Regions from separate parts of the Macaca mulatta genome. Here region 2 is linked to region 1. A link is a contact called in public Hi-C data. All regions are on one chromosome and are shown on one strand. Each heading gives the region's core, a stretch centred on a gene start, on an enhancer-like site or on the middle of the called end of the contact. The rest is flanking DNA. Distances are from core to core; before and after follow the strand shown. Region 1 holds the start of LOC106998946. Region 2 holds the start of HSPA4 (heat shock protein family A (Hsp70) member 4).

Region 1 (4,950 bases), core at 1,545-4,044:
AGCGCCATTGCACTCTGGTCTGGGCGACAACAGCGAGATCTGTCTTAATAAATAAATAAAAAGAAAAACATCAGTGGCAAAAGATGTTTAGATGACGAAGAAGGAGGGACAGTTTGGCTTCTTAGGATAAGTTTACTGGAAATACCGAACAGCCTCCTGCGTCCTTTGCTTTTTTGCTGCACCTATTGAGGACTCGAGGCTTCGACACCTGGAACCACGTCTAGGGGGCTCCAGGTTGGGTCGGATCCCCACCAGGGGCGTGGGTCCCTCACCTGAGCCCCAGAACCGGCATATCCGGTTCGGCCCGGCCCCGCCCTTCGGAACCTCACTAGCGGGCTACGCGCAGGAGGGCGTGCGCTCCCGGATGTGCAGGCCCTGTCCTGCCCTGACAGCCCTGCCCGAAGCGGCCGCAGTGCCCAGAGGCTCAGGCCTAAACCGCTCGGGCGGGTCCTTTGCCTGGCCCGGGTCATCGGACCCAACAGCCGGGCACGTCACCACCCCGGGCGTCGCCTCCCGGCCCAGCCGGCCAACAGACCCCCGCCCCCTACTCCCCCAGCGGGGAGGGGCGCAGAGGCATCACGTGACGCCCCGTACCCGCCCGGCCCTGGTCACATGGTGGCACGGCCGCTGCGTCAGTCACAGCCCTGGCTGCGGGAGTCCAGCTGCCGTCGCCGCCGCCAGCGGACGGGGCGGGGATCCTGGTGCCAGGTCCTCGTCAACCTGCCCCCGCCGCCTCAGTCAGCCGTCCCAGCCCGGGCCCTACCGTCATGGAGCGGTGCGGGGCCTACGCCTGTTCCGTGTGAGGCGCGTCGCTGCCGCCGCAGCCGCCTTCGCTTGTCGAGGCCTCCGGAACCCCCGCCGCCTCCCGGAGCCCCTCGCCCTTGGCAGCCTGTCACCGCCCCCTGGGCGGGCTCGAATGCGCGTCCGGTGAAGGTGCAGGCCCGGCGCCGCCACTGCCGCAACCAGGAGATGGTTCGGGCCTAGCGGAGCCGGGACTGGAGGTAAGAAGGGCCGACAGACTGACCGAGGGCCGGGCCGGGCTGCGGGGGTTGTGGCCGGGGCCAGGTGGGGTGGGTGGGGGGCCCCGCAAGTTCCGCGGGGAGCCTCGGGGAGACCCTCCGGGCTGGGGCTGCTCGATCAGGTTTCACCCCTCCCCTCATCTTCGCGTCCCACCCCACCACCTTCCCGCAAAAATAAGAAAATAAAAAAAGCTAACCCAATCCTAACAAAAATTCCCAGAAATCCATCTGTTTAGTGTTTCTCCTTTCCTCTTTCTTCCCTCAGGCATTCCATCGGCTGATTTGTTACTTTTTCATATCCTCCTCAATTTCAAATTATTTCTACTTAAAGAGAAAATAGGCCCAGATTCTGGCTAACATTACCCAACTAGTTCTCGCTTTCCTTCTCGCGATCCTGCGCACCTCTCCCACACCCCCACCCCCGCAAAAAAAAAAAAAAAAAAAAAAAAAGGAAAAATTTCCGCCTTCGACTTGTGAAGGGGATTGACTAAAAATGGGAACGTGGGGGGTATAATTCTCGAATACTGCCCCCCACAACTTCCGAATCGGTCTGTTACCTAGTTATCCCAGTAGCTTGTGCGTGGATATTGATGTTTAGGCCTTTCCTCCAGCTGCCTGTGCTTGGGGTTAATCTCGTAATTGACGTCAGTGCTTTGTTCCTTCTACTTTGCTGTTTCTTCCACTCTTTGAGGATGGATCATGGAGTACAGGAGTTTTGGGAGTAACCTTATTGCCTTTTCGTTTACAAACAATATTATTTTCAGGAAGTGGAAGTACACATCTGAAATGTTTGTATATGGAGTTCAAGGCGAAGAGTTCGATTTAGGGTTCTCGTAGTTTTGTCAGTTGTAATTCAGAATTATGCGGTTTCTTCCCTGCTGGCCATATGGAAATTTTAAACTAAGGCCAGTCACTTTTCCATTGACCAATGTTTTTCTTGATGGAATCTAAGCTATTGTCTGTGAATCGACTGTAAATGTAACATAAAATGTGTGCTAGTTTTAGGGCTCAGATGTGAAAAGCGCAAAGCTTCGTTTCTATATTGATTCTGCGCTTCATAAAGTGCTTTTTAAAACTCAACTGGCCTTTAACTTATCAAAATTGAAATATTTATGAGAACTTTCTTAATTCGGGATTTGATAAAGAGCCTTTGTGGTCTGTGAGTCTGCCTAGAATCATCTTTGGTCATATGTGCATAAAGAAGTGTTGGCAAGTGGCCACTTGGTTTTCAACAAAGCTGGCTTATTTAAATTTCTCAGGTTCGTTTTCCTTGTTATCACTGCATCTTTCAGCTCCTAAATATAAAAACAATTCCCAATAAGTTATTTTAAGTTATTTTTCAGCGTTAACTTACTAAAATCCTGGTAGCAGTCAAATTTTTCTTTTTTTTATTACCAGCAGTTTCTTTCAATTTGTGGTGGTTTGCAGGCTGGTACTTTGATTTTTGTTAGCTCTGTAGAAACAGTAGGCAAATTTTACTTTAAATAAAATTTTGCTTCAAGTGGGGACAAGATAGGGTGTCTGAAAAAAGAGCCTAGCTGTGTTAATTGGAACATGATCTACAGTTTGGGAGTGTAAGGTGAAGCTGTGTAATTAAGAATTCTTAAAGGTAGAATATTTTTGTTCTGAATCACTTTCTACTTGTCAGATTCTCACATTCAGGTTGATACATTCTCTTCTGTATACTCTTGAGTTGTTGTATCCTTTTCGTAACAATATATTCTGCAACCGGGCCTGGTGGTTCACGCCTGTAATCCTAGCACTTTAGCACTTTGAGAGGCCAAGGTGGCGGATCACCTGAGGTCAGGAGTTCGAGACCAGCCTGACCAACATAGTGAAACCCCCATCTCTACTAAAAATACAAAAGTTAGCCAAGTGTGGTGGTGCACACCTGTAGTTCCAGCTACTTGAGAGGCTGATGCATGACAATCAAATTAGCCAGGCATGGTGGTACACGCCTGTGGTCCCAGCTACTTCAGAGGCTGAGCTACGAGAATCGCTTAAGAATCGCTTGAACCGGGAGGCAGAGGTTGCAGTAAGCCAAGATCACACCGCTGGAGTGCAGTGGCTTGATCTCTGCTCACTGCAACCTCTGCCTCCTGGGTTCAAGCGATTCTCCTGCCTTAGCCTCCTGAGTAGTTGGGACTACAGGTGCATGCCACCATTCCCGGCTGATTTTTTTTGTATTTTTAGAAGAGACGGGGTTTCAGCATGTTGGTCAGACTGGTCTCGAACTCCTGACCTTGTGATCTGCCCGCCTCGGCCTCCCAAAGTGCTGGGATTACAGGCGTGAGCCACTGTGCCCGGCCAATCTGGGCGATGTCTCAAAACAAACAGAAGCCCACTATATATTTTGCATTGTAATTTTCTTTTTTTTCTGTCTCTTGCAGATATTGAGGGATGCATAATAATTTTCTTATAGATCTGTTACAGGGTCTTTGAGGAAGTACTATATTTATTCCTCTTTTTATCTTCCTCAGTATTTTGCACAATTACTAGATTGAATTTGAATGTGATAATATTTTGAACTTGAAATTGTTCTATCAAGTTATCTAAGATTTCACAAAAAGGTAAAGCTGTATGAGCAAAGGATCAGTATTTGAAAGGGAAAAACCAATCAGTTTCAGAAGATGAGACAGAATATGAAGCTTTCTAGAAGTTATGCATTTTGCCTTTTTTGAGAAGGTAAGGTAAATGCCATGGTTTTATGTGTACCTAAGAGGAACAAATAAAACAGGTATTTCTTCCTTTGTGGCCATCTACTGGTTTAGAATGGAGTTCAGAATCTATGAGGACTTGACTTTTCTTTGTGGTATTTTAATACAATCAAAGAGGTATTCTGAAGTATTGAGAGCACACCTGGACAATGACCCAGAAGTACAGCATGTACTATAAAAAATTGATGACTTAGATTTTTTTTTTTTTTACTTTAGCTTTATTCTACAGATATCTCACTATAAAGACTTTTCTATGTGATATAAAGGTTCCCAGCTCTCCTGCATTCTTATTATGTTTTACCCATTCCCTTATTCATTTCCTCTGATAAGTTGGAACAATTCTATTTGATTTCTGGGAGGGTGTTAGCTAGTCTCAGTTATTGTGAAAGCTGGTGACTAAAGACTGCATAAAGCTAACCTGGCCTGTTAGCTTGCCGCTTTTTCCTTTGGTTTAAGAAAAGCACTCCTACTGGCCAGGCGTGGTGGCTCACGCCTGTAATCCCAGCACTTTGGGAGGCCGATGCGGGCAGATCATGAGGTCAGGAGATCGAGACCATGCTGGCTAACACGGTGAAACCCCATCTCTACTAAAAAAAAAAAATACAAAAAATTAGACGGGCGTGGTGACAGGTGCCTGTAGTCCCAGCTACAAGGGAGGCTGAGGCAGGAAAATGGCGTGAACATGGGAGGCGGAGCTTGCAGTGAGCGGAGATGGCGCCACTGCACTCCAGCCTGGGCGACAGAGTGAGATTCTGTCTCAAAAAAAAAGAGGCCGGGCGCGGTGGCTCAAGCCTGTAATCCCAGCACTTTGGGAGGCCGAGACGGGCGGATCATGAGGTCAGGAGATCGAAACCATCCTGGCTAACATGGTGAAACCCCGTCTCTACTAAAATATACAAAAAACTAGCCGGGCGAGGTGGCGGGCGCCTGTAGTCCCAGCTACTCGGGAGGCTGAGGCAGGAGAATGGCATGAACCCGGGAGGCAGAGCTTGCAGTGAGCTGAGATCCGGCCACTGCACTCCAGCCTGGGCGGCAGAGCAAGACTCCGTCTCAAAAAAAAAAAAAAAAAAAAAAAAGAAAAGCACTCCTACTTGTTGTTAACTCCCTATACATACCCTTCTTGGTTATTTGAAGTGTTACTCTAATATATGGAAGAGAGCAGTAATATATGCTCCAGTTACTGAGTTTTGGCACATCATCTGCATTCCTATTTG
Region 2 (4,950 bases), core at 1,761-4,260, 83 kb before region 1:
GTTGCAGCTACTGTCTTTCTAAAAGAAAAACAGAAGCACGGGATAATAATCTAAAAGAAAGGATAGGAACACAGTTCTTCCCAATACTTGGGATTCTCTTCCTGTGCCTCCTTTGGAGCTAAAGTGTGTTCAATCACAGGGCAGGAAAGGACCAAGCCACTAAATACATTAACTCAGCGCTTTAGCCTTTTCAGTTCCTTGGGGGAGACATTTTACAGACCCAAGAAAACACGGATCCAAAGATATTCTCAAATAAATACTAAATTGCTTAAAAACAAACTTTAATGCTTAAAAAAAGAGCACGATACACTTCCCTGGAGATACAAGTTAGACTACCTATTGTTAAAAAGTACAAATAGGGAAAATAGACTGCTAAAGGGCACAGGGCTTTTGGGGGGAGTGATGAAAATGTTCTAAAATTGATTACAGTAATGGTTGCATTGTTTTGTGACTACACTGAAAATGATCACTTCAACTGGGTAAATTGTATAGTATATGAATTAAACCTTAATAAAACTGTGCCGAGTGCAGTGGCTCACTCCTGTAATCCCAGCACTTTGTAAGGCCAAGCTAGGCGGATCACTTGAGATCAAGAGTTCAAGCCCACTCTGGCCAACATGGTGAAACTCCGTCTCTACTAAAAAAGACAAAAACTAGCCAGGCGTGGTGGTGCACACCTGTAATCCCAGCTACTTGGGACGCTGAGGCAGGACAATCGCTTGAACCCAGGAGGCAGAGGCTGCAGTGAGCCGAGATTACGCCACTGCACTCCAGCGTAGGGAGCAGCGAGACTCCTTTTCAAAAAAAAAAAAAAAAAAAAAAAAAAAAAAGACAAGACACCTTAATAGAGCTGCTAACAAGACTAAACTCAGCAAAGGGCCAGCAAACTACAGTTTTGGTTTCTGGGATGAGTTTTCAGGGGAAGCACCTGGGTTAGGAGGTGGGGAGGGTGCAGAAATTTGACAATCAGAAGGGAAATGTGAGACTTCTGAACAATCTAGTTTGGCTGAAACCTGCTGAAGAAATGTGACAAAAATTCAGGGTGAAAATAATGGACCTTAAAATTGAGTCCCTGGGGCCGGGCACCGTGGCTCACTCCTATAATCCTAGCACTTTGGGAGGCCGAGGCAGGAGGATCACTTGAGGTCAGGAGTTCAAGACCAGCCTGGGCAACTCAACGAAACCCTGTCTCTACTAAAAATACAAAATTTAGCCGGGCTTGGTGGCACGAGCCTGTAATCCCAGCTCCTCAGGAGGCTGAGGGAGGAGAATCGCATGAACCCCAGAGGCCGAGGTTGTAGTGAGCCGAGATCATGCCACTGCACTCCAGCCTGGGCGACAGAGCGAGACTCCACCTCAATCAATCAATCAGTAACAACTGAGCCCCTGAACAGGGCGCGGCAGTTCATGCCTGTAATCCCAGCACTCCGGAAGGCCGAGGCTGGAGGACTGGTTGAGTCCAGGAATTCGAGACCAGCCTGAGTGAACATAGTGAAACCCCATTTCTACTAAAAATGCAGAAAATTAGCCTAGCATGGTGGCACAGGCCTGCAATGCCAGCTACTCAGGAGGCTGAGGTGGGAGAATCACCTGAGCCAGGAGCCAGGGAGGTCGAGGCTGCAGTGAACCAAGATCGCACCACTGCACTCCAGCCTGTAGCCAGAGTAAGACTCTGCCTCAAAAAAAAAAAAAAGAATTGAGACCCTGAATGGAAAATACAGAACTTCTTACAAGGTTTTGTCTAAGAACATGACAATGGATTAAAATGTATCTACATGTATTCGAAAGGCAGACTCTTTTACTGTAACCAATGAATGACCTGAGTGACTCACCATTTTTTAGAGCTATGTCTGTGCTGGTCCCAAAACTTACTATGGGTTCTAGAAGTCAACGAGGGCCCTTGAGCCACTAACAATAGTGGCCAACACGCTGGTTAGAATGCATTATCAGGAAAGTGCAACCCTATTGAGGGGTTAACGCGCACAAAACAGAGGATGACCCAATATAGTACAATACCCCGAAATAATGTGGAAAACAAAAGCGACTGTAAAGTTACCGTAAGAGCACCGGTTTTATTAAATTCCTATCCGTGCCACCCCAATCTCAAGATCCCGAGTCCATCCGGAATCCGAGCCTGAGGCTGCTCCAGCTCGCTCTCTTCCGGGCGCTGCCCCGCCCCCACTCACGTGGGACGCTGACCGCTCCACGGTCTCGAGGCTGGCAAGCCCCAGAACCCGTTCAATTCAACTATTATTAAGCGCCTGCTGTGTGCAAAGTTCTGAGCTCTCTGTTGGACTCACAAGACTCAGTACGACCTGGGCCTGGTCTCTGCCCTCCAGAAAAGGACCGCGATCCGTTTACATCCTACGCCTGCAGTCCTTCCAGTTCCTATCCGTGCCCTCCGCTGGTCCGCGTACCGGCCAGAAGCCTTCCTTAGGCCGGCTGGTCACCGGGGAAAAGGCCTCGCGCTTAGCACACACCCACGCTCATAGTGGGTCGCGGCCCCTAGTGTCCTAGTACCCAGTGGGGGTCCCTGACCCACCGGGACCTCGGCTTGGAACGGAGGAGACTCCTCGGCCCGCGTTCCCCAAGCAGCGAGGGTCCCAGACTGGAACAAGCATTAGCTCCTCACCCCAGTGCACGCGGCCGGCCCGGCCCACACTTACGGCGTGCAGCGGTCGCTATACTCATTAGCGATAGTCTCGATGCCGCCGGCGCGGGCCACAGCGACGTAGCAGCTCTGGAAGCCCAGGTCTATGCCCACCACCGACATGGCGCTGGCTACTGCTCGGGCTCGGGCCCGGGTCCGGCCACCGAGACAGGACACGGACCCCGGCGGGGCTAGCGCGTGGAAAGCAGGCCTCTTGGGCCGAGGCTACTGAGGGGCGTGCGGCGTCCACGCGAGCGCCTAGGTCCTTCCAGTGGGGACTGCAACCGAGACCGCTCCTCAGGCCGGCTCCGGCTCAGTGGCCGCAGAGGAGGCGCCGGTAGCGGGGGCGGAGAAGATCTCGAAAGATCTCGTTGCGACGAGAGCTGAGCCGCAGCACGAGAACTACGAAAGAACGAAATGTTCTCGCGATATCCCGGCTCAAACGCTTTTCCCCTTCAGGTCCCGTCCCCCGTACGTATGAATACGTCACGTCCTGGCTCGAGAACCTGGGAAAGGACTGGGTGGCTAAAAGATGGCTGGGAGGTGCAATTGGCCAACCGAGCCTGCGCGTGGAACCCGCGGCGCTGCACAGCTGCATGGAAATGTGGAGGACCTCCCTTTCCCGTAGAAAGTAGGCGAGCCGACTTGAGGGACTATACTGAGGAAGCGCTGCGGCCTACTTCCGCCGTTTTTTTTTTTTTAACTCTCAAAGACACTTCCGGTAGTGGGGTGTCTTGCATTCCATCTTGTCGGGCGCCTGGAATGAGACGCGAGCTGTTCTGCAGATCCCACAGGGTGCTTTCTGTTCTTATCCCCGGTAGGGGAGAAGGCCGCCGTTGGAACGCGGCCCTTATGTCCTGTTCTGTCAAGAGTCTAAGATCACACCCTCACCAGCGGAGGGAAGGAGCCCACTCCCAGCCACACCACCTTGTTTTCTTTCGCTCAGCCTTGTCGCGCCGTTCTCTAAGCCACTCGTGTCCTTAGATCAGATTGAGGGGCCCGCAGGACTTAAGCCTTTAATCCCCAGCACATTCCAAGAACCTGCCCTGTGGTAGGCCCTAACCTGGATGCAAGGAACATAGGCAAGTGATACGCTGCCTGGCCTGAAAGGTCCGCTCAGACCTTTATATGAAGCTAATAAATCTTAAGCTTCAGGACCCTTCGCTTGCATGGCCTCCTGGGAGAACAGGTAGTTGCTGAGAGTTGTGGAGAGGTTCCTCATAAGAGGAGTGTGGTGAGGGAGGGGACTGGGTAGGGGTAATCCCAGGAGGGGTTTAGATTGTAACTAGTTCAGGTTCGGTCCATCTTTCCTCTTCGGTTTTACAGTGGCTTCCGTGGGATCGACAATTTCTTGTTCATAGAGTTTCGGGTGTTTTTCTCCAGTCCTGTTACTGTAGACTGTAGAAAGCATGGGCCCCAGGGATTAGGAAGCAAATCTATGTAAGCATTTCTAATAAGTTACCCAGAGAGATCTAAGAAGGAGGATCTGAATCTCCAAGTCTCTAGTAATGTGTTGGGATTTGTCATTTTAATTATTTGTTTTGTTTAGGGCCCCCCAATGGTATATAAGTTTCACTTCTACAAAACCAGGATCATCCCCATCATGAGGGTGGCTAAACAAGTAAAGGTGACCCCAGTACAGAACGGCAAGTGCTATATGCACAGAATGGTGGAGACTAGGACAACTTCCCAGAAAAGGAAAAGGCTGTGTTCAAGTTTGAAAAACTAGCAATAGAGATCATAGTTTAAGGACTAAAAAGAAGTTCTCTGTTGCTGGAGGGTACACCATGAGTTGAAGGTCTCAAGGCTAGAGTACCTGCCCTTCAGCCATTTTAAAAGTGAATGAGCAAAGAAGAAATTACATTGCCCTGGTATGCCCTTCCCTTTAAATACCTGCATTTCCTGCCACCTCAGGAGGTACTTCACTTTATAGGAGCAACCCCAAACCCGGGTTGATTACCATTAAAACTTGCAAATGGCCACACATTTCTCACATTTTGCCTAATTAAAACCTGTGTTTACTTCAAAGACAAGTACCAGGTGCTACCTGTAAAAGGGTACTGGGAGTAAAAAGAGTGGAGGCAGCAAGGAGCAGCCTTTGGAAAAACAAGAGCAGGGACATATTTGTACGTTGTATACCCGTGTTCATAGTAGCTTATTCACAGCAGCTAAAAGGAGGAAACAACCCACATGTCCATTGACAGATTAATTAGTTTTCTAAATTTAGTGTATACACGCAACAGTACATTATACAGCCTTGAAAAGACAAAGGAATGAAAGTCTGATAAATGCTACAGCAT

The links. A called contact is a pair of places that touch in the nucleus more often than the background predicts.
Region 2: a contact with region 1 is called in a Hi-C map of CD4 T cells, with 4 times the contacts expected there. The contact joins the promoter of HSPA4 here to the promoter of LOC106998946 in region 1. A contact is called at or near these places in 3 of 14 Hi-C or Micro-C datasets (CD4 T cells, blood and fetal cortex germinal zone).

Annotation. Positions count from the first base shown.
Region 1 is chr6:141,864,817-141,869,766 of T2T-MMU8v2.0, reverse strand. LOC106998946 reads left to right here and starts at 2,794. Exons shown (of 1, transcript XM_015140775.3): 1 at 2,794-3,669. The coding sequence starts at 2,938. The coding sequence ends at 3,546. It overlaps AFF4 (ALF transcription elongation factor 4), which reads left to right and starts at 635. Exons shown (of 21, transcript XM_078005165.1): 1 at 635-1,001.
Region 2 is chr6:141,948,221-141,953,170 of T2T-MMU8v2.0, reverse strand. HSPA4 (heat shock protein family A (Hsp70) member 4) reads right to left here and starts at 3,010. Exons shown (of 19, transcript XM_078005174.1): 1 at 2,057-3,010.